Linked DNA regions of Mus musculus: regions 2, 3, 4, 5, 6 and 7 are each linked to region 1. The links are chromatin contacts, called in public ChIA-PET, HiChIP or PLAC-seq and promoter capture Hi-C maps. All regions are on one chromosome and are shown on one strand. Each heading gives the region's core, a stretch centred on a gene start, on an enhancer-like site or on the middle of the called end of the contact. The rest is flanking DNA. Distances are from core to core; before and after follow the strand shown.

What was found. Promoter capture Hi-C pulls out the DNA fragments that hold promoters and counts their contacts. ChIA-PET counts read pairs in DNA pulled down with a chosen protein or histone mark. HiChIP or PLAC-seq counts read pairs in DNA pulled down with a chosen protein or histone mark.
Region 2: a promoter capture Hi-C map of pre-B cells shows a contact between it and region 1, with 3 times the contacts expected there. The contact joins the promoter of Cox7a2l here to the promoter of Thada in region 1. A contact is called at or near these places in 6 of 39 promoter capture datasets (the C10 cell line, HPC-7-derived erythroid cells, hippocampal neurons and 3 more), 1 of 484 Hi-C or Micro-C datasets (pre-B cells) and 2 of 9 other capture datasets (adipose tissue and liver).
Region 3: a promoter capture Hi-C map of liver shows a contact between it and region 1, with 2.7 times the contacts expected there. The contact joins the promoter of Kcng3 here to the promoter of Thada in region 1. A contact is called at or near these places in 5 of 39 promoter capture datasets (hematopoietic stem and progenitor cells, hippocampal neurons, liver and 1 more), 2 of 115 datasets of contacts at active chromatin or transcription factors (embryonic hindbrain and large pre-B cells) and 2 of 9 other capture datasets (adipose tissue and liver).
Region 4: a FOXA1 HiChIP or PLAC-seq map of pancreatic cancer cells shows a contact between it and region 1. The contact joins the promoter of Mta3 here to the promoter of Thada in region 1. A contact is called at or near these places in 7 of 39 promoter capture datasets (the 3T3-L1 cell line, the C10 cell line, hematopoietic stem and progenitor cells and 3 more), 3 of 115 datasets of contacts at active chromatin or transcription factors (astrocytes, large pre-B cells and pancreatic cancer cells) and 1 of 9 other capture datasets (adipose tissue).
Region 5: a contact with region 1 is called in an RNA polymerase II ChIA-PET map of memory CD8 T cells, with 30 read pairs. The contact joins the enhancer-like site here to the promoter of Thada in region 1. A contact is called at or near these places in 2 of 39 promoter capture datasets (HPC-7-derived erythroid cells and pre-B cells), 2 of 115 datasets of contacts at active chromatin or transcription factors (bone marrow-derived macrophages and memory CD8 T cells) and 1 of 9 other capture datasets (liver).
Region 6: a promoter capture Hi-C map of pre-B cells shows a contact between it and region 1. The contact joins the promoter of C430042M11Rik here to the promoter of Thada in region 1. A contact is called at or near these places in 14 of 39 promoter capture datasets (the 3T3-L1 cell line, 3T3-L1-derived adipocytes, the C10 cell line and 8 more), 8 of 484 Hi-C or Micro-C datasets (CD4 T cells, the MNK3 cell line, bone marrow-derived macrophages and 4 more), 25 of 115 datasets of contacts at active chromatin or transcription factors (the 230-238 cell line, the SCID.adh cell line, acute myeloid leukemia and 19 more) and 3 of 9 other capture datasets (adipose tissue, embryonic stem cells and liver).
Region 7: a contact with region 1 is called in an H3K4me3 HiChIP or PLAC-seq map of embryonic limb bud, with 7 times the contacts expected there. The contact joins the enhancer-like site here to the promoter of Thada in region 1. A contact is called at or near these places in 19 of 39 promoter capture datasets (the 3T3-L1 cell line, 3T3-L1-derived adipocytes, the C10 cell line and 12 more), 2 of 15 datasets of contacts at CTCF or cohesin (the NIH/3T3 cell line and large pre-B cells), 25 of 484 Hi-C or Micro-C datasets (B cells, CD4 T cells, the G1E-ER4 cell line and 18 more), 25 of 115 datasets of contacts at active chromatin or transcription factors (the 230-238 cell line, the NIH/3T3 cell line, the SCID.adh cell line and 17 more) and 3 of 9 other capture datasets (adipose tissue, embryonic stem cells and liver).

Annotation. Positions count from the first base shown.
Region 1 is chr17:84,464,888-84,467,654 of GRCm38.p6, reverse strand. Thada (thyroid adenoma associated) reads left to right here and starts at 1,447. Exons shown (of 38, transcript NM_183021.3): 1 at 1,447-1,561.
Region 2 is chr17:83,512,933-83,515,699 of GRCm38.p6, reverse strand. Cox7a2l (cytochrome c oxidase subunit 7A2 like) reads left to right here and starts at 1,367. Exons shown (of 3, transcript NM_009187.3): 1 at 1,367-1,496. The coding sequence starts at 1,425.
Region 3 is chr17:83,630,570-83,633,336 of GRCm38.p6, reverse strand. Kcng3 (potassium voltage-gated channel, subfamily G, member 3) reads left to right here and starts at 1,442. Exons shown (of 2, transcript NM_153512.1): 1 at 1,442-2,374. The coding sequence starts at 1,719.
Region 4 is chr17:83,704,773-83,707,539 of GRCm38.p6, reverse strand. Mta3 (metastasis associated 3) reads right to left here and starts at 1,356. Exons shown (of 17, transcript NM_001379391.1): 1 at 1,255-1,356. The coding sequence starts at 1,282.
Region 5 is chr17:83,769,468-83,772,234 of GRCm38.p6, reverse strand. The region is part of intron 8 of Mta3 (metastasis associated 3); the gene reads right to left. Gm46597 (predicted gene, 46597) reads left to right here. Exons shown (of 3, transcript NR_168497.1): 3 at 292-596. Among named protein-coding and RNA genes, the nearest start is that of Gm46597, 7.1 kb to the left of the region's middle. Within about 2 kb of position 1,359, at least 16 of the 459 cell types and tissues checked have an H3K27ac peak or open chromatin away from gene starts, as enhancers often do. A contact at or near this core is called in memory CD8 T cells, where this site is marked.
Region 6 is chr17:83,852,986-83,855,752 of GRCm38.p6, reverse strand. C430042M11Rik (RIKEN cDNA C430042M11 gene) reads left to right here and starts at 1,335. Exons shown (of 2, transcript NR_155491.1): 1 at 1,335-1,537.
Region 7 is chr17:83,888,697-83,891,463 of GRCm38.p6, reverse strand. No RefSeq gene overlaps it. Among named protein-coding and RNA genes, the nearest start is that of Gm35125, 15 kb to the right of the region's middle. Within about 2 kb of position 1,418, at least 102 of the 459 cell types and tissues checked have an H3K27ac peak or open chromatin away from gene starts, as enhancers often do. A contact at or near this core is called in 3T3-L1-derived adipocytes, the HL-1 cell line, the NIH/3T3 cell line and 7 more, where this site is marked.

The sequences.
Region 1 (2,767 bases), core at 198-2,697:
CGTCCTGCTTCCCTATCCCCGGCTATGTCCAGTCCCCTGCCCTGCTCCCACCCCTCTGCTCTGGACTCCTCCAGAGCAAATGTCCATATATATCAGCACAAATGCAGCACAGTAGAGAACGGCATATTAACAGTGAGTCAAAGAATTGTCACCACTCAGTTTTAGGTGAGTGACCTGAAAGCAATGCCAAAAGATGTGAATCGGTGGATAACAGACACAAAATCAACCAAGCTATTGTTTAGTGATACTGTAAGACCCCTGAAGCTTGGCCTCCGCTCAAGTCCCAGGATAAGTTGGCCAGCACCCCAAAGACGGGAGAGAAAATCACACTGATGCAAACTGCAAGAGGTTTTATTATCAGCTAGCTGAGGACAAACTCCTTCCGCCATGCAGGTCAGGGGAGTTTGACCCGACCCCGATGACCCCAGTGACAGTAGGGGGCTTTTAATAGCTAGCTGAGGAGTTGGGAAGAGTTGGGCGGAGTGTCCTTGGTGAAATTTACAAGGCAGAAGGAGTGGGGAGTGAGTTCTTTCTGAATTTTTATCTTCCCCTAACCCTAACCCTGAGTCCTTGGCACAGGAAGCCAGGCAAGTGCTGGCTGGGTCTTTTACAATTATCGCATCTCTGGTTGTAAAGTATAGAAACAAAAAGGCTTTTTGCTGGCTATAGAGAACAAAGAGCTTCTTTCTAGCTGTATTTTTATAGGTCAGGGAAAACAAGCTTGGGGAAATGTTTTAGGGGCTTTACCTTTCAAGGAGAAACGCTTTAAGTCAGGGTCTCACAATACACGTGGCAAAACCACAAAGAAATACAAAGTTTGATAGAAAAGCCATCCACCTGATGAACCTAATTTTCATTGTTTTTCCCAACTATGTATCTCAGAGCCCAGGCCAGCATCCCGGCCTTTTCAGCATCTTGTCCGTTCTGTGATCTTGTCCCTTGTCCCAGCTCCTTACTAAGGTGATATAGGTCTCTAATTTTTACTCAGTTTTAAAGGACTGGACTGCAAGATAGTCTGTGAGTTGTGTAAAAGATGCAGCCTTTAAGGCAGCGTTTAAGGCTCGGACAGTGGAGTTCAAGTCGTTGCTCTTGGCTTCAGTTCCCGTCCCTGGCACAACCGTCCCCGAGTGTAGATTTTGCCTGTCTCTGCGCTGGGCACAGTGAATGTAGAAAGTCTGGGTTGGAACAGAAATGTCGGCCTGACACCTAGAGGTGTGGAGGCTGCTGCTCTGCCAGCCAGAAGGAGGTGAGGGGCATGCAATTCCCAGCAGTCACCATCATAGGCTCGCTTATCAAGAACTGTTTAGTCGCGGGCTCTCTAAATCCCCTCGCAAACGCCCTCTTTGATGACGTCACAACCCACCCTCACTTCTGATTGGAGGAGCGGCACTCGGCCGCTCTCGCGATATTTCCGTGCCAGCTTCCAGCCCTGCCTCCCTTCGCCGGGGACCGGTTTTTGGATCGCGCACCACGTTACAAGCCGCAGGGACGCGGTAGACTTGACGGGCTTCCGGGTCTCGTCCAGAGGTGGCGACGCTTTGCAGACGTCCTCGGGCACGAGGTTTGGCTCGCGGGCGCGCTGCCTGCCAGGCACGCGGGCGCGGGGGACCGACTTCGCCACAGCGCGGCCGGGGCAGCTTGCAGGCCACCCCGAGGGTGCCAGCCGTGGCTTCCGGGCGCTGAGGTCTCCATGGAGACAGACAGCCCTTGAACCACGTTTTCATCCGTCCTTCTGTCAGTCTTTGGACTCCACGTGGGAGGCGGTCGGGAAGGTGTAGATGTAGATGGGCGGGAAGCAGCAAGTGGCACCTATGGGCAGATGCCCATCAGGCTGAACCGGGATTTTCGGCTCTGGGCCGGCCCAGTTCACCCGGACACACGTTTACCCTTAGAACGCGCAGAATCACCGAGTCTATCTCTGTGTAGTCCCTAGGACTCCGGGATCAAATACTGCTGCAAACTTGCCATTTCAAATCACAAGTGTCCCCTCAGTTTCCTTCCTCAGTACTTTCTCAGTACTTTGCACGCTGGCTGCTCGTTTGGGAAATTATTTCCCTAAACTTAACCCAGAACTTCAAGGCCTTTCCTTGTTGTCTCTCTGTCTGGCTGTGTTCATTAACTTTTTTGCTTGACTGCTCATTTGCCGTTGCTGTAGTGACTTGCCGTCCAAATGGACTATAAATGCTTCAGTTTCTGGAGCGGTATGCCACTTAGCTGTAGCATGTCCTTTTAGGTACCAGGTAGCCCACCTTCCTTCTAAAAGTATATATGTCCCTCCTATAATATCTCTAGCAATTGTTAATTAAGAATTCCTTGATTTAGTTCATGAAATTTTAATAAAGCATTTACTACATGCATGAACGACTAAGGAGTTAAGAACGGGAACACTGAACACAACTATTCAGTTCATTGCAACCTTTATGGAGCTTAGTGCTAGGAAAAACAGGCAATAGACAGGTGTGCCAGTTAGTGTAATCTTAGGTAGTAATACATGCTGTGAAAGAAATCTGAAATGAATGGCAGAGGAAGCTGGGGCCAGATTGTTTTCAGGCCATACACCCAAATTTGGATGTAACTAATGCATTTTATTTAGTGCAAGGGAAAACCTTTGGGAAGTTTATAAGCAAGTGCATGGTTAGATTGCTTTGATTCTTCAGAGACAAGTAGGGACAACAAGGAAGCTATGTCAGGAGTTTAAGTGACGCATGCTGAGTCGTTTTCTGCCTGGGAGGGTCTGCAGGTAGACCATTCCTCAGTGGCCACGGAG
Region 2 (2,767 bases), core at 118-2,617, 950 kb after region 1:
CACTAATTGCTGTCCTCAGCAAGTCGCTCCGTTCTTCTGTGCTGTAAAATAGAGATGGTCATAGTACCAATTCTCGGGTTGTGGGGGTTCAATGCATTTAGAGAAAATACTATGTTAAGCTTGGCATCATCAGCTATTCATTACCAACTTACATTTAAAATATAGTATGCATAAATCTATAATGTGTGTGCAAAAACCTCTGGTTAAATGATAGGACTAAAAACTTGTTCCTGGAGGTTAGGAAGCCGGCACACTCTGTTTATGCAGTATTCGACTCAGAGTGGAAGCTTAAGTCACACTGCATGGTGCGGCAGAGTATAACCATAACCAGGAAGCTGTAACTGCGCATCATTCAAGCAGAAGGTAGAGATTTCACAAGTGTTCCCAGTCACCTCCCCTGCATACGTTTATCTCAAAGAACAGGGCCTAGGAAGAGATGAGCAACCAAATGAATGCTGACAAAATCTCACTCTCAAAAGCGCAAGATGCACACACAGGTGCTTTAAGTTTACGTCTACACAAAGCCTATAGATTCTTCCCTCTTCTTCTCCCCTCTCTCTCTTTCCTTCTCCCCTCTTTCCTTCCCTCTTCTTCCCTCTTTTCTCCCTTCCCTCTCTTTCCTTTCTTCCCTCTCTCCCCTTCCTCTTTCTTTTCTCTCCTCCTTCCCTCTTTTCTTCCCTCTTTCCTCTCTCTCCCTCACCTCTTTTTCCTCTTCCCCTCTACCCCTTCTTTCCTTTCTTCCTCTCACCATCTCCCTCCTTGATCTCTCTTCTCTTTTCTCCCCTTTCCTCTTCTCTCTCCTATCTCCTTCTCTCCCACTCTCTTTCCTTTCCTGTCACTTTTCCCGGCATTGAGACAGGATTTTGCTTACAGGCGATGCACTCACGGCTCCAAAGAGCTGTTCTTGTCATAACTGAGGTGAAATTCCTAACAACCCTTGGTACATTAAGACCCCTCAACAGATACTAATAACCCTGAAATGGGGCGGGACCTGGGCCTGACGAGACCCCACCCACGTCCTGGGCCCGCCCCCGCTCTAGGCCCCGCCCAGAACTCGCTCTGACCGACTGTGTCGCTCTCAGCCGCCCTCTTTGTCCACAGGACGCTTGCGCACCTGTCAAGGCGCCTTGGCACTGCCCACATCCAAGTGAGTGGTACAGAGAAGCCTGAGTTTTCGGGAAGCCTGAACACAGCCTCTTTCCATGTCTTTTAGAGTTTGTTTTCGTTTCTAGGTCTTGAGAAAGCGCGGTTTTTTCCCCCCGACGTTGCGTAGGAGGCTATGTTTTAAGTCAGGCGTTCTCTAGACAGTCCGCATTTTGGATTAAGGTCCTTGCGCTGAGCTTTGGGCGGGCCTAAGGGGAAGCCGGGTCCTTTTCTAGGGCGGTCGCACAGGCAGCGGCGGTGCGAAGCGGGCCTCCGCCAACATGTACTACAAGTTTAGCAGTTTCACGCAGAAGTTGGCTGGAGCTTGGGCTTCGGAAGCCTACACCCCGCAGGTACACTTTTGCCGCGTCGCCTTGGGCCGGAGAACAGCAGCCCGAGGCAGGCAGTTGCGAGGTTCGAGCCGTGAAGGGTTTCTGCCGGCCGACCGGTCCGGCTTGCTGGTGTCCCCTGGTGTCCTTAACCACGCAGGCTTGGAGCGGTCGCCGAGGTTTCTGGGTGTGTGCTGCACCCTAGGCGAGGTTTGCATGGCACTGAACTCAGGTCTGATACCTTGCGGGGGTCAAGGTGACCCCTGGGGTGGTTGCTTGTTTAAGGTGGATTTCCCGTAGAATCTGTGAAGGATTGCAGAAGGTGACATAACTGTGTTTGGGTTTCTGCTCTCTCTGGTTGAGGTGGCCTTTGTGACTTCCTCTTGTTACTGGCCCTGTCACAGCCCAGAAAGCAGCTTTACCCAGCTACCAAATGGAAGACTGGGAGGGCGGATTTGAGAAGCTCGCTCATAAGGCATGGGAATATATATATGTGTATACATACATACATACATACATACTGGGGAAAGCATCGGAAGTGACACCCAACGAGGTTTATGCTTTTGCTAGTTTTAAAGTGGCAGACGGTGACCGTTGACTACTGGGCAATCTGACATTATCCAGGTTCCAGTTAGATCCTATCAATGGCGTTCCCATCTCCAATCTCAGTGTTGTGAAAATGTGGTATTTTAGAGTTCCACTTAATACTGGGTTAGTACTGAATTTAGCAGCCTTAATCTAGTGACCTTGACTGCCCCTTCTAATTCGGGGCAGCATTAACTTGGGTTAAATGTGATGTGTCGAGTGAGCAGATTTTCTGGCAGATGGTTGGTGCTGGATAAATGCTATATATTCTCCTGAACTGAATCACTGCTCAGCATAGTTCGAGAAGCCTTGGTGGGACACGAAGCTGAAAAACCTTGAATAGTAAGTGACCTGTATGGGCTGTAAAAGAGATTGTCATTACTGCCTCTTTTCTACCCCTATGGGACACTCCATCTTAAGGGACAGTGTTTAAGTATGATTTCATTACAAGAGTAGATGTGCTTTCAGGAGAGAGGAGGCCAAGAAGGGTCGTATGGGAGGTTGAGGAGGAAAAGTCTCAAGAGTGTTTAGGTGTTCAGTGTCTAGTGCTGTGTTGTGTCTGGTAGCTGCTGAGGTTTTATGAATGTGGTGCTTAACAGACATGGCTGCTAGTAGGCTCTTTGCTGCTGGAGAGATCATAAAAAGAGAGAGAGAGAGAGACACCATCGTTCTGTTACAGAAATGTGGAAGGAAATGAGGAAAATTCACTC
Region 3 (2,767 bases), core at 193-2,692, 830 kb after region 1:
CCCTGGCTCCTTCTGCCAGCACCTCCTTCCATTCCGTATTGAATTCACTTCCTTCAGGATGTTTTCCTTGCTTAGTAGCTACTTAGCAGATAAATAACTCTTGTTTTTGAGCTTTTAATCACATTAAGTGCTTAAAAAAAAATGATCCAAGTCTAGGGATAAACAGCTTATGGAGATTTTCATTCTCTAAGAACCACCCAGGGTGACTTTGTCAGAAAGAGAACTCAAATTTGCAGGCGGCTGTTTTCACTAACATCTATCCGAGAAGCAGAGCAAATGACTCCTTATGGTGACCTCTAGCGGGCACGGGGCAGTCCTACAAAATTAGGAAAGTGGAGGGGGAAAGCAAAACCCTTCCCCAGGTACTCCATGGTCACAGGAGCCCATCTCACCCCTCCACCCTCCCTATTCATTTTTATTTCCAGGGTTTGTTTTGCATCTAACGCCGTCTCCCTTATATATAACTCACCTGTTTCTTGCCTTTGACGGGCTGGGTTGCCGGTGTCGGATGTGTAAACTGCTGTTTAAAATAATGCCTGCCAAGTCGAACCCCACTCCACCAAGCCTTAACCCTGCCTCTGCATTTGAAGGCCGGTGCCGCAGTCGCACGGGGGTGCTACGGGGAGGGAAGGAGTGGACATCGAGATAGCATGAAAAGGAGAATGCAAGATCGAGGCAATAAGACATTCTGGTCTTGCCAGTGAAAGAAAATTCTCTCCAGACTGCTACCCGACTCCACCGGAGGCATCGTGAGAGCGGTGTAGGCGCCTTCTTAGGACCCCAAGGCTGGGAAAGATGGGGGACTAGGGCGAGTCCGTTGGCCCATGGCATCCCTCAGGGAGCAGGGGGTGGGGAGAGCTTGGTGCGCGGCCGCCTTCGGAGCGCACGGCACGTGGGGTGCCCCACGCGCGGAGAGGAAGCGCAAAGTCTGCAGGCAAAGCCGCGACTGGGTTGCCTGCTTTGAGAAATCCTTTGGGGCGGCCTTAGAAGCCGACCAGGGTTTCCAACAGTCTCTGGCAAAGGCTCATCCAGACGCCGTCTGCTCCCTACTTCAAACCTCGCACCTTGGTCCTCACCTCAGCACCCCTCCTTCCCTCCTGTCTCCTCCCTTCGGGGGACTCTTTAAAGGAGCCTGGGGGAGGTGTGTCCATCATCCGGATGGCCCCGGGGCTCCCCGCAGCTCGCATCACGCCCTGCGCACCCCTCCCGGCCACTGCGGGCGGGGGCGCACGGCGTCACGAGGCGGGGAGCCCGAGGTCCGGGGCGGGGCGCCGGGGAATCCCAGCCGGAGCGAGCCGGGAGGTGCGGGCGCGGGCGGGCAAGGAGGTGCGCGCGGAGGGAGCGGAGCGCGCGGAGCCGGCGGGCGAGGAGGAGGACGGCGAGGGAGGCCCCGCCCCCGCCTCCCGGAGCCCGCTCCTCGCCGCCGGAGCCGGCTCACTTTGCCTTTCGCCTCTGGACGGCGGCGGGGCTGCGTGCGCCGGGGACCGGGCAGACCTGCCCACGGTGCCTCGGCTAACGTTCGCCCTCTGGGAGACCGGCGCCACCTGGAGCTGCGGCCAGCCACCCGGATTCGGGAGGGCGAACCCGGGAGCGAGGGGCGGCGGCACTGACACCGCGGGGGACGCGGGCGGTGCGGGGCGCGAGCCCCGGGGGAGCTCGGGCCCCGACGGCGCGGCCTCCCCGTGCGCGCGGCGGGCAGGCCCCCGGGGCGGCCAGCCATGACCTTCGGGCGCGGCGGGGCGGCCTCGGTGGTGCTGAACGTGGGCGGCGCCCGGTACTCGCTGTCCCGGGAGCTGCTCAAGGACTTCCCGCTGCGCCGCGTGAGCCGGCTGCACGGCTGCCGCTCGGAGCGCGACGTGCTCGAAGTGTGCGACGACTACGACCGGGAGCGCAACGAGTACTTCTTCGACCGACACTCGGAGGCCTTCGGCTTCATCCTGCTGTACGTGCGCGGCCACGGGAAGCTGCGCTTCGCGCCGCGGATGTGCGAGCTCTCCTTCTACAACGAGATGATCTACTGGGGCCTGGAGGGTGCGCACCTGGAGTACTGCTGCCAGCGCCGCCTAGACGACCGCATGTCCGACACCCACACCTTTCACGCGGCAGACGAGCTGGGCCGCGAGCAGCCTCGTCCCGCCGGACCCGAGGCGGCCCCCTCCCGGCGCTGGCTGGAGCGCATGCGGCGGACCTTCGAGGAGCCCACGTCGTCGCTGGCCGCGCAGATCCTGGCCAGCGTGTCCGTGGTGTTCGTGATCGTGTCCATGGTGGTGCTGTGCGCCAGCACGCTGCCCGACTGGCGTGCGGCGGTTGCTGACAACCGCAGTCTGGATGACCGGAGCAGGTACTCCGCCAGCCCTGGGAGGGAACCCTCCGGGTAGGACGCACTGCTTTTTTTGCCCGTCCAGTCCGTCCAGTCCCGTCTATCCGTGCCGTCCGTCCGTCCGGTCTCCGTCCTGTCTGCCTGGCAGCTCAGCTAGGCTTTTTTCCTGCCCCAGGAGGTCCCTGGCGCTCCAGCCGAGGGGTGTGAGGAATCTATGGGTCCCCAACCCCGCCCCCTTTTCACAGGCGCAGCCTGTGGTTGTGCTTGGGTCTCACCTTTTAGAGTAAAACCTCCAGGCTTTGTGTTTTAGTTCTGACCAAATAGCAACCTGCTAATTAGATTTTCCAAACTTTTATTGCTAACACGCAATAATTTGCACGATGATTCAGTTTGAGCTAAGAGCTCTTTGAAATATGTGCCAGTACTGGTGGTGTTTGAAAAGATGAA
Region 4 (2,767 bases), core at 107-2,606, 760 kb after region 1:
CAACATGATAGGCAAACCCCTTCATCACTATGTATCAGAGCTCATCAACGCAGCCTCCCACTAGCGCCTCATCCCTCCAATCCAACCAGCCCTCAACAACGATTCTTACATAAAAGTGTTGACCTGAGACAAATCAGGAGAAAAAGAAAGGCTTAACAGCCCAAATTCATTTCAAACATCAACTTAAAAAAAAAAATCGGCAGGCAGAATGTGTAAGGGCAAGCAGGTATCAAACTTTTCCTTGCTCTACCTGGGATGGTGAGGAATAGGGGCTGGGTGTTGGGTTGTTTTTTTTCCCCCCTTTTTTTATATTTGATTCAACTCCATTTAGACCCTTCTTATAAAGAAACCATGGCAAGTTTTCAACCAAAGGTACAGGATTTTTCCTCTACAGAGTGGCTGGAAACTTCCCACTATGTGTTTACCTGAGAGACTAGACTGCACAGTCACGGTCTACCTAGGCGGCTCTCTCCCAGCCCTCTGCTGCTAAGTGGCCTCATTTAGCCAGGCCATTCCCCCACCATCATCCATCAGGAGCTCGGCTAATGAGCAAAGACGGAAGAGCAAGTCTCACTCACAAACACGCCACTTATCTGAATTATTATTTTACCAGGAAGGAGGGAGGGAGGGCGTCGTGAGCAGGGAAAGTTTGTTTGACCTTATTTCTCTCTCTTCTGCAGAAGGCTGGAAAGACAGACAGCAGAGCCAACGTCCAGGCTGAGCTCTACTCCCTACCTGGGGCTGCGGCTCCCTGGCCCCACACACAGCCCCACTCTCAGGGGGACTGAACGGGAAACCGAAGGGAATGGGGGGTGAAGCAGCGACGGTGCAGGGCCCGGGCTCTGCAAACAGGCCTGTCGAGCTCTGCCCCCCACCTGGGCCACCATCGTCCCCAGCCCACGCTAACACCGAGGCAGAAGCCGGGGTTTGGGGTGAGGGGTGCTCAAGCCCCCCTCCCTCGTGCCCAAAAGCCACGCGAGGGAAAGACCACTCAGCTAGGGGGCTTGCAGGGGCTCTGTCCCTTTGGGGCGTTCGTAAAGGGGGTGTCCGATGCGTGTCCCCAGAAGAGGCCTGGCCCCGAGACGCCGGGCAGGAGCGGTGGGGGAGGGGAGTGGGGGTGGGGATCCCCCTGCGCCCCGCCCGCGGCGCCCTCAGCCCCGGGCTCCCGGGCTGCTGGCAGTAAGCGTGCGCTGCCCGGACCCCCGCTCCCACCGCCCGCTCCCCGACGGGCCGGGAAGGGCCGAGCCTTCCTACCTCCGACCCGGTACATGTTGGCCGCCATGTCCGCCCGCCCGCCCGCGGAGCCCGAGCCGAGCCCCGCCCGCCGCCGCCGCCTCAGCCTCGACCGCCGCCGCTGCCGCCGCCGCCGCCGCCTCGCCACGGGGGAGGGGGAGGGACGGGGAGGGGACACCGAGGGAGGGGGCTGTGCCCGCCCCCAGCGCCGGCAGAGCGACGCCGAGCGGGCCCGGGAGGCCGGAGCACGGCGGGAACGGGGCGGCGGGCTGCGGGGGGCCGAAGACCCCAGGGGCCACCCGCACTAGCCTCGGGGTAGCACACCAGGGTCAGGGGCTGTGGAAGAACCAGGGTGGGGACAGAGGTTCAGCCACTCCGAGCGTCTCTCTCGCCCGCGTCACCTGTCCACCTTGGGACAGGTTCTCCTTTCCTGCTTCTGTTCCCCAGGGACACCCCTCTATGTGTGACCTCAAGCACACGAACGCCCTTCTGGGTACAACTCTCCGATGCAGCCAATGCAAGCGACAGATGCTTGTTTGCGTCCCTCCCTCGTGGTGAGAGGACGTTTGGTGGCTTTAGAGCCTACAGGCCCTGGGGCCAAGAAGACCCTACGTACTTGCAGCTTGCTCAAGTCTGAGACCCAGCTATGAAAAGAACTGGAAGCTGACTTTCTCACCCCGACCACACTGGCAGGTCAGTCGTGGCTGTGCCAAAACTGGGCTGAACAAAACCGACCCCCCCCCCCACACACACACACACACACACACATCCTCTAGCCCTGCCTCTAAACAGGCTTTGTGTACAGCGTGTGCTTTGACCAGGGGAGGCCTTCAGCACAAGAGGGCTTCCTTTGCCGGTAGAAGAACAGGGTTTCCACAATCCGCAGTTTTCCCCCCATCAAAAGGAGGAGGTCGTGTCTAACAGCTTGGGGTTGCTGGTCAGCTAACTAGTTTTATGTCAAAAAGCACGTCCTCGCCCCAATCCCCGTTTTTGGTTTTTTGGTTTTTTTTTTTTTTTGCATTAATGGGGATTGAAGCCAGGTCTTTGCACAGGCTAGTCATTTAACTATAGAACTAACTTTTCATGTTTGTTGGTTTGTTTTTAAATTCTTAATACACTTATTTACTTATCTATCCATCCATGCATCTATTTATCTATCTATCATGTGAGGGCATGAATGCTATGAGATATATATGTATAGGTCTATCATAGGAGTAGAGATTGAACTCAGATAGTCAGGCCTGGCTATACTGAGCTACCTCACCAACATTACTTGTTTTAATACGGGTCTCAGTTCAGGCTGGCTCTTGTAGCCTCCTGCCTCAGCCTCCTGAGTGCTGGGTTATATTACAGGTGTAGGATCACTTGTCCCATCAGAAAGCTCTTAAGTGGCTAGTTTTCCCATGCTGAGTAGCTATAGATCCCTTTTCACGTTCCTCACACCCTCTATGAGGTTTTGAATATAGATGGTCCTCATAGTACTAAACACCTGTAACCCTAGTATTCCATAGGCAAAGGCTGGAGGCGCTCCAGT
Region 5 (2,767 bases), core at 110-2,609, 700 kb after region 1:
TAGGAGGAAGACTGACAAGGAGATCTTGGCAAGGGGATTTCTCATCTTTTGTTCATTTTGATCATCGTGGTAAAAAACGATTGTTGTTCAAACATTTCACCCCTGCCCCGGACCTCACAGGAGGCCACCCTGCCCTACACAGACACTGGGTTTCAGCACACGATTTGCTTGCCCAGTAAAGATGTTACATGACATAAGCAATCTTTAGTATGAGTTTGTGCATTTAGCCTCTTTTCAAAAATTCTGGCGTATTTAAATTCTCTACTCTATTCCCCCCACATTCAAATCCAGTGATCTTCTGAGGTCTCCTGCATTCGTGCTAAAGTACTGGCTGAAGAGTCTCAGTTGGCAGAATCTTATCTGACATACACGAACTCCTGGGTCCAGACAGCAGCACCTCGCAACACCCGCTCAGCAATGCACACCCTAATCTCAGTGCTCACGATGGAGGCAACAGCATCAGAAATCAATACACAAGGAAGTTCAAGGCTGAACCACGACACTTAAAGCCTTCCTTTAAATAAATAAATAAATAAATATAAATAAATAAATAAATAAATAAATAAATAAATGGATGAATAAATGAATGAATAAAAGCAATGTCTGTTGCCACCAAGCCTGACCGCCTGAGTTAACTCTCCACAGTGTCATCTGGCAAACACACAGTCAGGCAGCTGCCAGAACAATGCCTGACTCGACTCCAGAGGACTCCAGACAGAGCTGGGGTGAGGAAGGGACACCTCAGGGACATCCCATGGGAGCAGGGAAGGGGGCGGCATTTTCAGAAGATATTCTGTGTTACAGGCATTAGCGCTGTTCCGATACCCGAGTCCATCTCTTATTGAGCCAGCACAGCCAACCTTCCTCAGTCCAGACCTGCCACCAGAAAGCCTGCCTGTCACTGATCCTCGGCGATGGGTCCTCCTGCAGCTTCTTAACTGCTTGGCGCCTTGGGTTCATCACCTGCAGACTTATCCTGGTGTTCAAGGCCACAACCAAAACTTCTTTCTTTGACTCTGCTCTCCAAGTTACTTAGTTTCCAGAGTCCAAGCAGCAGAGAGAAGCAGAGCACGTGTCTCCTCTGGGAGCGAGGCATGTCCCTGACGATGCTGACACTGCCCTGCAGGCCAAGGGGTGGCCTTGTGACCAACATCACAAATAGGGGTGGAGTGGAGGGCACTCTACCAATGCCAGTGACAATAGGGTAGCAATGTTTCAGTCCAGGACAGATTGCATACATCACACATACAATACTGGCACCAGGGTTGCACTACCTGGTGACTTCACGGCCATCTTCCTTTGTGTGAGACCTTCATGATGTTCCCACCGCAAGAGAAGGCAGGGCTTGACTACAGTGCTTACCAGCCAAGCGAGGGGGAAGGGTGTCAGCTGGGTGTAAGCATTTCTCGTTGATGCTTTCCCCTCTGTGTGCTACACAAAATACGTTCTATTTTATGAAGTGAGCAACATGTATGAACGAACCCTCCATGAGCACAGTATAGTTTGTTGTTTGCACTTTGAACTCTTGATCTGCATGCTCCTACCTCCCAAGAGCTAGGATTGCGGGGTGCACTACCAACCAGGGTCCTCAGTATCTTAACAATATCAATCTTACGGATCTTAGATCAGCAACACCTGAAATCTGCAGCTCTGCTGCATTCATAACTGACCTCAAAATGAGGAAGTCAGAACCGGGCATAAACAGCTACTTGCCCCCAAGTACTGGTGATTGACAAGAGGTACAGGTGTCCTAGATGAGCAAACGGTCGAGGAATGCTAAAAGCCTGGAGTCCCCTTTATAAAGTCCCCAAGGAAAATGGACAGACAGTGAAAGGCCACTATGAGGGCTGGTGAGATGGCTCAGCGGGTAAGAGCACTGACTGCTCAAATCCTAAGTTCAAATATCAGCAACCACATGGTGGCTCACAACCACCTGTAATGAGATCTGATGCCCTCTTCTGGTGTGTCTGAAGACAGCTACAGTGTACTTATTTATAATAATAAATAAATTTTGGGGCCAGAGCGAGCAGGGACTGAGCGAGCAGAGTTGATAGAGCGAGCAGAGGTCCTAAATTCAATTCCGAACAACCACATGAAGGCTCACAACCATCTGTACAGCTACAGTGTACTTACATTCATAAAATAATTAATAAATAAATAAATCTTAAAAAAAAAAAAAAAGGCCGCTACGAGTTTTTCATGCATCCCATCTGGCAAGCAATGCCCAAATTCTGTATGCAGACTTTAAGCATCAGTTTTAATCAGCCCCACCCAGATTGAACATCAATTCCTAGGACCTTAAGATTCCAAATGAACGTGAAGCTACAGCAGTTTAAACAGGAAGCCAAGGTCTTCCATATGTCTGTCTGTTTGTCCTACCCATCCCATCTCTCTTTCTTTCTGTTTCTCTCTGCTCTGTCTGTCACACACACACACACACACACACACACACACACACACACACACACACATATATTCAAGAATAGCTAATCCAGAAAGATAAACACCCGCGGCGTTCTAGTGATGAGGAGGCGGAAGGCAGGTAGGAGAGCTGGTGGACCAGAGAGGCCTTGGTAGAGACAAGAATGGATGTGATTCAGCAACACAGCCCCCAGCTGCCCGAGCCTCCAGGTCTCCTTCTGCTTAATAAAAAACACTGCAGTAATGAGCTGGGTGTACGTGATGGTGTACACCTTTAATCCTAGCACTGTGGAGTCAGAGGCAAGTGAAGTCCAGGCCAATCTGGTCTACTGATTGAGTTTAGGCC
Region 6 (2,767 bases), core at 86-2,585, 610 kb after region 1:
AGATAGATAGATAGATAGATAGATAGATGGTAGATAGATAGATAGATGATAGATGATGATGATGATAGATAGATAGATAGATAGATAGATAGATAGATAGATAGATAGATAAATCGATCGATAGATAGTGTCCCCTATCACTCTTGACAGGATGTTTCTGGTCTATACTATTGCTTTGCTTTGAAATAAAACTCCTTTGCTTCTTTGCAATTTGTTTCTGCCTTTATTTTAGTTTTCTTGAATAAAAGTCTGGGAACCTGGAAACACCAGATCCAAGCAACGTCTGCTGGTTACTACTGGTTTTGTCCCAGTAATGGGTGCAAGTATGGACATTTGAGCCTCTCGTGGCCAGCACACACATCTGGTTCTCCCTTCATGGCAGTTTGATCTCCCAGAAACATGGGGAGAATTGCCTAAGTCTTTTGAGGTTTGGTCTTTTGCTGTGTATTGTAGGGCTAAGTGCAAGCCCCTAAGACCTGGTTCCCTGAGAGAAAGTCTGAGTGTAGACCCAGTGACTTTGCACCCAAGTTATTTCTCATTGGTAAATAAAGATGCTGACAACCAATAGTTGGACAGAAGAGACATAGGTGGGGTTTAGGATTCCAGGACTGGGGGTCTGAGGAAAACCATGAGGGAGAAGAAGGTGAAGGAGGGAGAGAGAAGCCATGGGTTCTCGAGGGAGAACCTGAGGGCTGACCAATTGGAGTTAAGAGCAGCATAGATGAAACATAGTAAATAATAACTTGGGGTTATTGATAGGAAGGTAGATTCTAATAGCATAGAGGGTAGGTATCTGCCCAGCTCTTGTGCTGATTAAGGCTTATTGTAAATATAAAGGTTGTGTGTCTTTTATCCAGGAACTGAATGATCAAGGTGATAGAGAAACCCCAGATTGGGATTAAAAAATTTCAACAACATATGTCTGGTAGGAAGAATGGAAGGATGCTGCTAACATGACTCAACCCGCTCTGCAGCCCCCACAGCAGAGCAAGCAAGCACCTGCAGCACTGGAGACAGGGCGTGGTCCTAAGGAAACGCTACGTGTAACCAGCTGTCCTCAGCCACCAGGAATAGGACGTGTGTTAGTCACTTTTCTCCTCGCTGTCACACAAAACCTGACATGAGCAACATTCAGGCTGGGTCTCCTCAGTTACACCTCCTGCAAATATCCTTTAGCTACTGTGGTGGTCTGAATGAAGATGGCCCACATAGGCCCATACGGAGTGCCACTAAAGAGGTGTGGCCTTGTTGGAGTGGGTGTGGCTTTGCTGGAGGATGCGCGTCACTAGGGGGCGGGTCTGAGGAGCTCAAGCTGGGGCTTAGTGGCTCAAGGTCTCTTCCTGATGCCTTCGGATCTGGATATAGAATGCTCTCCTCCTCTCAAGCACCAGGTCTGCCTACACACGGCTGTGCTTCCCACCATGATGATAATGAACTAAACCCCTGAAACTAAGCCAGCCCAGAGTATGTTTTCCATCATGAGAGCTGCCATGGTCATGGGGTCTCTTCACAGCAAGAGAACCCCTGACTCAGACAGGTATCTTGTTATATGAGCCTTTAACTTTCCCCTTAGCTGAACGGGTTTTCTTTGCTTGTTTTTCTGTCTTGTTTCATTTTTATATTCCTAAGATTTATTTAGTTATGAGCGTTTGCTTGCATGTATGTTTTGTTCACTGTGTGTGTGTATGTGGTGCCATTAAAAGCCAGAAGAGGGCATCAGATCCACTGGAACTGGAGGTACAGGCAATTGTGAGCTGCCATGTGGATACTGGGAACCAAACCTTGGCCCTCTACAAGAGTAGCAAGTGCTCTCAGTGGCTGAGCCATCTCTCTAGACGTGTGTCTTTGAATTGTTTAAATTACACTTTTATTTAGTGGGGGGAGGGGTGTACTTGCTTGTCACCTAGCATATAAATCCTCAGCATCCCATAAGCTCCCGGTTAATTGGAGTCTCCGTTACTTGCAGGTGTGAGGAGGATCTTGATAGGTTAGAGAAGAAGAAACCTATGTCTTCTACCTGAACTCTTTAAAAAAAAAAAAAAAGACAAGACCCAAGGCTGAGGAGATGGCTCAGTGGTTAGGAACACTGGCTGCTCTTCCAGTTTCAATTCCCAGCACCCACATGGCAGCTCGAAACAGTCTGTAATTCCAGGGGATCTGACACCCTCATATGGACATACATGTAGGCAAAACACCAACGAACATAAGATAAATAAGTCTTTAAAAAAAATACAGCTCTGACAACACCTGGATTTTCACCTTCGAGCCCCATTCAGGCTTCAAAACTAAAGATGATAGATTGGTGTATGTGGCAGGACATCGGGTTGCTTTGTCTTGTCTTGTCTCTCGGGACTGGGGATTAAATCAAAGGCATTATGAATAATAGCCAAGTGTTCTATCTCTGAGCTATATCCCCTGCCTTTTTGTTTTGTTTTGTTTTGTTTTTTGTTTTTTGAGACAGGGTTTCTCTGTGTAGCCCTGGCTGTCCTGGAACTCACTCTGTAGACCAGGCTGGCCTCAAACTCAGAAATCCGCCTGCCTCTGCCTCCCAAGTGCTAGGATTAAAGGCATCCCCTGCCATTTTAAATAAAAAATATATACATTTATCTAATTTGGTTTTTTATTTTTGCCCCACGGAGTGAGTTTGGAGGTGAGATGACGATTGTGAGGAATCAGCTCTCTCTTTCCATCACTGCGGATCCCAGGGAAGGACGTTAGGTCGTCAGCTCAGTGACAAGCGTCTGTACCTCTAATCCATCTCGACCCT
Region 7 (2,767 bases), core at 169-2,668, 580 kb after region 1:
CTTCAGCCATTTTCCCTACCCCACACTCAAAGCTGCCTTCATCCCTGTGCATAGAAAGGAGAAGAGCAGTCAAAGCCTAGGCCAGGCCTCAAAGACTTCAAAACAGAAAGACCCAAAGGCTCCATCCCCACACCGTACATCTACTTCCCTGTTAACACGAGAATCTTTGGCTTGACATCGTCCGCCATCATGGTTTAACAAAATCTCCTTGGAGAACAACCCAAGATGGAGATCATTCAGACCATCTTCCTGCCAACTGGGACAGAACAGTCATGATTTGGTGTGAGAAAGACTAGAAGAAGGTGTCATGTCTCCGAGAGGGAGAGCTGGCTTCCTCAGGCTTTGATGTCACTATCCTAGCTCACCACTACTATTCCTACTAGGCCATTTTGAAATGGCAAGAAAGGATCTACCATGAGTTGGGCCTCTGCGCACTGTGGGCTCAAGTACCCGGGGTCATCCCCAGCAGCGGAAGGGCTCTACCCAGAGTCACTTCCTCTCCTGCCCGATCGACTGCCTTGTGTTAGTTGTGGCAGTCGATGGGATGGAGTGAAGGACCATAGAGACCCCAGGCTCTTGTGCAGCCCAACAGGGGGCTCCTCTTTGCATCTGGTTGACTCCTGACCCCTCCCTCCCTCCCCGGCTCATTTCCTTTCCCCCTGAAATTCTAGAGCTGGAGATCTCTGCTTCCTCAGTGCCATCCAACAAGCCCTCAGAGCACCCTTTCCCTACAGCAACGAAAACAGTGACAATCGTCAGATTAACCCGCGCAGAGAGGAGCCCTGCACAGTCATCTGCCTTCAACTTTTTATCATTCTGGTCCTGGACTGCCCAGAGCTCATGCTCTTTTTGCCCTAAAGCCAAGCATCCTCCCCTTTAGCCCCTGCTCTCGCCCTCCTTGCCCTCCCTTAAGCTACCTCCTCCAGGCCCTTTAACCGCCAACAGCCTACTCTCCCAACTTTGATTTATGACGACCAGAGGGATAGTGAAGCTAGCGTCACCTCACCCCCAACACCATTTTAAAATCATTCAACATTCTGGGCAGAACTTTTCTATTGAAAGGCCAACACAAACCTACACAGTCCCACAGGAAGTTGCAAACAGACACACACCCTTACAACCAGAGATAACAGTGAGGGCTCAGCTCTCCTCACACCCGCTGCCCACCCTCACATTCTGGGCACTTTGGGCACATGCCCCAACAGCCTGCCCTGCCCTGTGAGCCATTTGGGCCTTCTTTTGAGGAAAAACACTCGGCTCCCAAGAAGGTTCCTGACAGGGCTGTTTTTTTCCAGAGCCGCTGGATAAATTGCTTTTGTGCAAAAATAAACACAAGTGAACTGCATTAGGCGAGCGAGTGACACATTAGTTACAGATGCAGGGCCTGTCAGAACATTGAGGGAACAGCTTTTATTGGGGAAAGGCTGAGAGACTCATAAATAACCGGTTGGCAATCTCACATAAACATTTGTGCGTTCACATAAACACCGCCTACCACAAACGGGGCCTGGCTGCCAGCAGGCCTTGGAAGAGCCCTTTCTGCCTGTCCTCGGAGAATAAGGACGAGTCTGGAGGAGGAGAAGGGTCACAAACCCCCTTTCTCCCATAGTTCCCTGCTTCTTGGACCCACACCCTGTGCTCTGTGGGGTGGAGGGAGAGATCCAAGTTCTAAATTCTAAGAGTCTGCCAGAGAAAGAGGGTCAGTGCCCAGCCCCGATGGAACAACTGCTCCATTTTCCTGCCCCCACAGAAAGCTCGCATTAACCAGCCCAGAAAGGAGAGAATAGGGGATGTTGTGGCACTGGGGGGCTGGCCTGCTGAATAAAGCCAAGGGAAAGGCTTGAAATGAGCTTGGAAATCCTTCTCAATACAACCCCACTGGTTCCCATCAGAATTTCTGAGAAAGTGGGATGAAGCCAGCATCCCCCTCAGCCCCACAGACGGAGTCTACAAAGGATGGCACCAGCCTCATTCCATCCCAAGATGCAGGGTGCCTGGGCTTCCTCCCGTTGGCTCTTGAGAATGTCCTTACATTGGCCCTGAACCTCTGAGACCCACACTTCAGACAACATCTGTTCGAGGCCACAAAGAAGGGCAAGGCAGGCCGTGTGGATTTGACCAACCGGGCCATTCTTGCCGCTGTCCTTTCTGTGCCAAGTCTGGTCCCCTCACACTCCACCCATTTCCCAAGCAAAAGCCCTCTGAAAAGGCCCTGATGCCCTTATTTGCACTGAGGTGAACTGTGGCCTTCATTTGACACCATCTCCCTCCCAAGTGGATAAAGCACGAAAGAGCAAGACTGTGTCAGCAGCTAGCGCTCAAACTTTTTGTCAAGTTTTTAAACCAGCTAAAAGGGGAAATAAGAATTTGGGATTTTTCTTTCCCCCTCCCACCCTATTTTGGGGTTCTTTTAGGAAAAAAAGAGTATACAGACAAAAGAGACCGGCCATGTGCCTCGAGATCTCTCACAACAAAGACTGGCCCCAGCGCCAACCAGGAGTCACTGCGCTCTGCCACATGACAGAACAAGACTCTTCAGATTGAGTGCCTTCCTCTTCTGTCCGCTGTGTCCTTTCATCTAACCCCATTCTTCCTTCAGCATGGCTTCCCTCTCTGCCCTCCACGGACCTCCGTGGTCTAGTCCATCTGAATTCCATACCCATCTTGATCCCAATGTTAGACTTCCCATTTTGAGACGACCTTCTTCTTCTGCAGGTCCACACCCAACCCATCTATCCAGACACCTTGAAAACTGCCTTCTCCTAGA